2 separate regions of the Ovis aries genome follow, and region 1 is linked to region 2. A link is a contact called in public Hi-C data. All regions are on one chromosome and are shown on one strand. Each heading gives the region's core, a stretch centred on a gene start, on an enhancer-like site or on the middle of the called end of the contact. The rest is flanking DNA. Distances are from core to core; before and after follow the strand shown. Region 1 overlaps LOC132657612 (a long non-coding RNA gene). Region 2 has its middle 57 kb from the start of TRNAC-GCA.

What was found. Hi-C and Micro-C count contacts between places; a contact is called where the count stands out from the background.
Region 1: a Hi-C map of mixed tissues shows a contact between it and region 2, with 2.1 times the contacts expected there. The contact joins two enhancer-like sites. A contact is called at or near these places in 6 of 16 Hi-C or Micro-C datasets (liver, mesenteric adipose tissue, mixed tissues and 2 more).

What each region holds. Positions count from the first base shown.
Region 1 is chr13:19,159,259-19,162,286 of ARS-UI_Ramb_v3.0, forward strand. It overlaps LOC132657612 (a long non-coding RNA gene), which reads right to left. Exons shown (of 3, transcript XR_009596032.1): 3 at 1-3,028. Among named protein-coding and RNA genes, the nearest start is that of TRNAC-GCA, 94 kb to the left of the region's middle. Within about 2 kb of position 1,428, at least 8 of the 54 cell types and tissues checked have an H3K27ac peak or open chromatin away from gene starts, as enhancers often do.
Region 2 is chr13:19,121,631-19,124,903 of ARS-UI_Ramb_v3.0, forward strand. No RefSeq gene overlaps it. Among named protein-coding and RNA genes, the nearest start is that of TRNAC-GCA, 57 kb to the left of the region's middle. Within about 2 kb of position 1,736, at least 4 of the 54 cell types and tissues checked have an H3K27ac peak or open chromatin away from gene starts, as enhancers often do.

The DNA.
Region 1 (3,028 bases), core at 178-2,677, 37 kb after region 2:
CGTAAGGCTACAGTCTCAGGACCACATCTAAAAAACAGAGTGAAGAGACCCAATGGGACACTGTGCCATGTTAAGATGGCAAAGATCACGTCATTTTCCATGGTGACCCTCAGACAGACCCAAGGAAACCTGATTCAAATCTCTGCTGGAGGGCTGGCAGGGAGTTCAGAATCAGTATATCTATCAAGTCTTCCAGGCAATGCTGAGCCACACAGAAATGAGTGGTTCACCTGTCATCAACAACTCAAAAAACAAAAAACAGTAACAAAAAGTAATGTGAGTCTCAGAGAGGTTCTCTTCAAGGGCAACTAAAATAGTCACACTGGAACCTCTGACTCCGGAAGCAGAGTCTTTTCTTCATCACCTCAACCTGAGGGCGAGTCTTTGCACTTCCCTGAACCTCAGCGTCCTTGTGCATAAAGTGAGCTGACCAGTTGGACTACATCAGCCTTGAGAGCTCTGTCATGTCTGATGTTTGACGACGGCTTGAATGAAACAGTTGGCCACATCCAGGTCACCTGGAATTAGGCTGCCATTTTGGATCAGAGAAACTTGTTCAGACTTTGGGCCAAATGGTCTTCTAGTGGTCTCTGAAGTCCCCAGGAGGGAGGACTAAGCCTACGGCCCACGTATTTCGAGATCTAGTTGAGTTCTAGTTGGCACTCTATCCAACGGATCTTGCAAAAGTGATTGCCACCAGCAACCCAGGTGCAACGGAAAGGATGTGGGTACAAACCCTTCAGACTTGGGTGTGTCGCTTTAGACCAGGCCAGAGCCATCAAAGCATCATGCTCTCCTCCACCCTTTCCGACTGCCCCGAGACTGGCACAGTGCTTAGTAAGAGCGAAAGTAACACTTGACTATCTGGGGGCCAACAGTCTTTTCTAGGTGGTTGAAAAATGTGCCAGACAGAGCTTCCACCAGAGAGAGAAACTTCACAGCCCAAAACAGAAACTTCTGCCGCCTGGTGTGCCAGTATCCAGGCCTGGCCCTGTGTTCCACTGGACCACGCTGCAACAAGTGATACGTGTACATTTACCGGCAAGGTTTGACTGCAAATCCTTGTTTTAATCTGTCATTCCGAAATACGTAATGGCACTTACTTAGGCCAGAAAGCCTTCTTTCGCCCAACCGTGTTTTAGAGATAAATTGGCAATGAGAGGAGCCTGCACTGTTGGGCGCTGTTTGTCAGCTGATTCTACTTATCAATTTATCAGTGCCATTCTGCAAGAAATAGTCTCCCGTTTAGAGATGACACTCCATACATAAGAGGGAATCTTTCAGTCTTACTCGGCTGCCAGCCTATTACATAAGAGAATGTGTCACCCAGCCTCAAATAAAGCAGAAAGGCTGTGTATGTAGGTGACACCAAAGCCAACATGTGCTTAGCCAAAAAGTGATTCAGTGCCTTCAGAATGTGGCTTTGCAGAATGAGATTCTGTAGGAGTCAGGGGTCGAAAGTGGGAGAGTGCGGGAGAGAGAGCTGACAGCTTCCTAGCTCTGGGCAAGCTGTTCTCAGTTACATAAGAGCAGGGAGGAGACACTGAAGGATGAAAACTCTCTTACCCTTAATCGCTCAAATCAGTTGCACTCTTTGACTTGACTATATGTGTCTGTTCCCCATCCCCTTCTGACTCCTTCCTTGGGCTGCAGAATGGGCTTAATTAGCTGGTCTGGTCATCAGTTATCAACTGTAACTGAGATAAATGGCAGTTAGGGGGTGGTGGGGAAAGGGGTCCCATCTGTGAAGTCTCAGTGGCTCTCCAAACCAGACAATTAATCAAGAGCAAAGGAAGTCAGACTTCCCTGGTGGTCCAGAGGCTAAGGCTTCATGCCCCTGATGCAGGGGGCCTGAGTTCAATCCCTGGTCGGGGAATACGACGTGCCACAACTAAAACTAAAAAAAATAAATATTTTCTTTGGAAAAAAAAAAAGAGCAAAGGAAGACCATGGGCGGTTTTCATTCAAAGACAGCAAAGCAGCCTTTTTGAGAATGCCTCAGCATAATGCAGAAACCCTGAGGTACTTTCTAGGTCTGTCTGGCTCTGGACTGAACGACTTATGCCATGTATTAATAGTCTCTCTGGATCTGTCTTTTGAAAAGCGAGGCTAATACATGTCTTCTGCAGAAAAGTACTGGTGAGGAATAATAATGAATTATTAAGAAGCCCTTTCCAGTATCAAAGTGGTGATGTAGCAATAATGAGCTTTGACCAGAAGCCATCTGTTTCGTGGGGTAGATGCTTTAATTGCTCCTGTTCGTCATTAAACTGGTGCTGGAGTTGCAGGAGGGCCGAGGTAAGAGCTTAGGTGGTCTTGTGAGGCGGTCGAGCGTGGGCTTTTGCAGACGTGCAACACTGCCCTCTATCGGCAACAGGCGTATTCACACGCCTCTGAAGCCGACCAGCCCTTCATCCACAGCTGAGCAGCCCTGTCCCTCAAAGCGGAGGTCGAAGGAGATGGGGGGCGGGGAGGGGGGGGGGCTGCTGGTGTGCAATCCCCCGTGACCAGCCCACTGCAGCGGAGGGCTTCTGCTTCACAGAGTGTGGTGCGTGTCCATTAGAAAGCTGCTGAGCAGAAGTCTTATTCCCTGGGATTTTAAGGAGCCACATTTCTCAGTATTTGACATCCATGGGACATTTGGCAAATGGAGTGCCAGATGGAGCTCCTGGCTCTATTTTCTGTAAGACACTTGAGAGTCAGAACCCTCTGGATGTTTGCATTCGGTAGGCTTGCTCCTGGGAGGGCTGGCCATGGCTCAGTGGACGCTGGGCATCCTGCAGCGGCCTGCCGAATCAGGGGAGGTCTAGGGTGCCTGTGATGCTGTGGGATCAGGGGAGGTCTAGGGTGCCTATGATGCTATGGGAAAAAGCACGGTCGCCATTGACCCCAACATGCTGACGTTTACTTCCCTTGTAGTGCCTGACTTTCTGCCAGCCACCACAAGAAGGCAAGTGGTAATTGAGTACCATCTTCCCAAGCCTCCAAAAGGGCCAGCATCAGTGCCCCCATTTCACAGATCAGAAAA
Region 2 (3,273 bases), core at 486-2,985:
CCAGTGGGACTGAAATTTGTCATTTCCTGTTGAACAGCAGGGTTTTTGTTTGTTTGTTTGTTTGTTTTTAATTAAGTGCTGAAGTGTCTACGTGTTACTCTAACTTCTAAGGATAAAGTACATTCATGTGTTCAGTGCTCTGGGGAAGGCTCCAGAGTATGCAGTTGCCTTGCATATTTGAGGATGGGGTCTCCTCAGGCATTTTCACTCCTGTTACAAAGATCCTAGAAAATCAGCTGGTGGCCGTCTCACTCCAAACACGAAGGAAGGAGGAACAAAATATTGTAGAGGGAGCACGGCAACTGAAACTGGTGGGATGACCGAAGAGGACAACGGGAGGAAAAAACCCTTCATCAGAAGCCTTCCACGGAACCTTGGTTATTTAGTATTGTCACGTGAGTGTACGTTCCTCGGTTCTTTGTCTCATCACAACAAAGATTTGGAGCGATGGACATTAAAGCCTCCTCGGCGTGTCACAGCTCTCAAGTCTTGGATAGACCATGTTATAGCTCTCAGGTCTCGAATGGACCATGTTATAGCTCTTAGACAAATCAGTGTTACAGCTCAGTGTAACTTCTCTATTTTATTGAGAAGATAGCAGGAAAATCGATCTTCGAGGCATGAGGGCACATCGATCCAAAGACATGAGGAGAAGAACACCCCAGTGCACAGGAGAGAGAGAGAGACAGCTAGCTTTGGCTCCTCTATTTATATGTTTATCTCTCCCTGGGCCTGTCCTATGCAAATTGGGCCAGCCAGGAGTGTTGTTTGTTTTACCTGAGGTCCTCGCTCCGGTCCTCGGACCTTCTTTTGTTTCATTTTCGTGGGCTTTTCCCTTCCTTGTCTTGTAGCCACTGCCATTTTGGACTCCTTTTCCCTGTTCTACCTACCTAACAGTATGCTCCCATAAAAACGGTTCTGTGGGACTAATGTTTTCAGGAAATGCTATATACAACTACATTCTTCTTTAAGAATCACGGCTGCTTTGATATGCTAATACACACTTTAATCTTTAATTCAGAAGGTCCCACACTTACCCACGAAAAATACCTTGTGTGCAATACTTAGACAGTTTCCCCATTCTGAGAAGTGGTTGGAAAGTAATAGACTAAGAAATAGATTTGTTTGCATGAACACAAAACAGGAACATTAGGTTAAGTCGTAGTTGGAAGCATTGCCCCAAGATGCAAAGTGGTCCTTAAGATTCTTTGTCCTAGCTGAGCAAATAAAGGACGGAAGAAAGCCTAAGAGAATTTTTGATGAGGGAGACACAGATATGCAGGAATCATAGGGATGAAATCGCAGCCAGAATTTATAGCATGTCTCTATTCCATACTCTCAACAAATTATTTATGCTAATGAGCCTAGAATTATCTCATATCATCCTCCCCCAGCTTAATCACCCTTGATTACCTCTGGTGTGCGCTGGTAACCTCAGGTTAAACAATGCAGGCAGCCCCTACCTCTTCCCAGGCTGTGACAATGTATCATAATTGAGCCATTTCTGCCTCTCTGGTCACCCTCCTATTCTCCAAAGTGCATCCTCTGTACATTAATCTGCTAGTTAAATATTGATAGCAAGCCTCTGCCTTAATATTTACTTTGTTGCTCCATTATTGCTATATACGGGGTGATTATTTGTTTCTGTCTTCCCAGCATGTTTAATCAGGACTGAGTCAAGCTTTCCTATGTTTAACCTTCTTGTCCAATCATAGGGGGAGAGTGTTTGGGAGAGTATTTCCGGCACCCGCTCTCAAATGATTCTCTGTGCTTGCTCAGTGCATGTGCCACCACAGCCAGTAGGGGTCAGAAGGGCATTTCTCTTGGAGTCAGGTGGTTGGTAGTGAGAAAGGAAAGCCCTGGAGGCTCTGTCTCAGGTTGAAATCTCTCTTTGAATATGGCCTCCCAAATGTAGCCTAAGGGAGAACCAGGGTCCACCAGGTAGCTTCTGTGTTTTTCAATGGAGTGTTAGCCCTGGAGCTCTTCAGTTCAGTTCAGTTCAGTTGCTCAGTCATGTCTGACTCTTTGTGACCCCATGAATCGCAGCACACCAGGCCTCCCTGTCCATCACCATCTCCCAGAGTTCACTCAAACTCACGTCCATCGAGTCGGTGATGCCACCCAGCCGTCTCATCCTCTGTCGTCCCGTTCTCCTCCTGCCCCCAATCCCTCCCAGCATCAGAGTCTTTTCCAATGAGTCAACTCTTCGCATGACGTGGCCAAAATACTGGAGTTTCAGCTTTAGCATCATTCCTTCCAAAGAACACCCAGGGCTGATCTCCTCTAGAATGGACTGGTTGGATCTCCTTGCAGTCCAAGGGACTCTCAAGAGTCCTCTCCAACACCACAGTTCAAAAGCATCAATTCTTCGGCGCTCAGCCTTCTTCACAGTCCAACTCTCCCATCCATACATGACCACTGGAAAAACCATGGCTGTGACTAGATGGACCTTTGTTGGCAAAGTAATGTCTCTGCTTTTGAATATGCTGTCTAGGTTGGTCATAACTTACAGCGCCTCAACTTGCTATGACAGCAGCCACCCCATCCCCACAAAGACTGTGGAAAGTGCCAAAAATAGAGACCTAGATGCCCCTCCTGGTCTTGAGTCTGTTAGAAGCTCTCTGGCAAGTAACTGCTCTCTGTCCGTTTGCCTTGACTGCCTCACCAAGTTGTGGGGAAGTATTAAGTCATGAGTGAATGAGAAGCAACTTTGAAAATTCACTCTGCTGGGAAATAAAGATGCTTTATGGCATAGAAATGTAAATGTCACCCTTGAATCAAGAGGATCCTTCTGTGTTAATCCTATGGTGTCAGTGACAGGTTCCAACATATGTTTCACAAACTGGAATCTGTGGCCTCCCCCAGCAGAAAGGCCACAGTTGCCTTCGGCATGTGTATATTTGGGGAGGAAATAAAAATTAAATTTTAGGCATTTTTGTGCTGCAATCGAAAGAAAGGGATTTAACAGATGTACTCTGGGCTCTTTGCAAGTAGCGAGTTGGGAATTCTTTTTCTGCCTCTCCACTCCCCACCCTGATAGAATGGAGCCAAGCGAGTGAATCTTCCAGGAAGTCACTATCTGACTTTCAGTGAGCGTGCCTTGCAATTTGGAGACTTTAGGCAATATTGATATCACATTAAGCACATAGTTTAAAGTTCCTTCACTGGGTGGGTCCAGAGGGCGCCAGCTCGGCAAATGGTCCTTCACATTGGTAGAATGAATAAGAGTCAGCACACAGTAGTGACTTTTCCAGCTGTTTCCCACATGGTTGT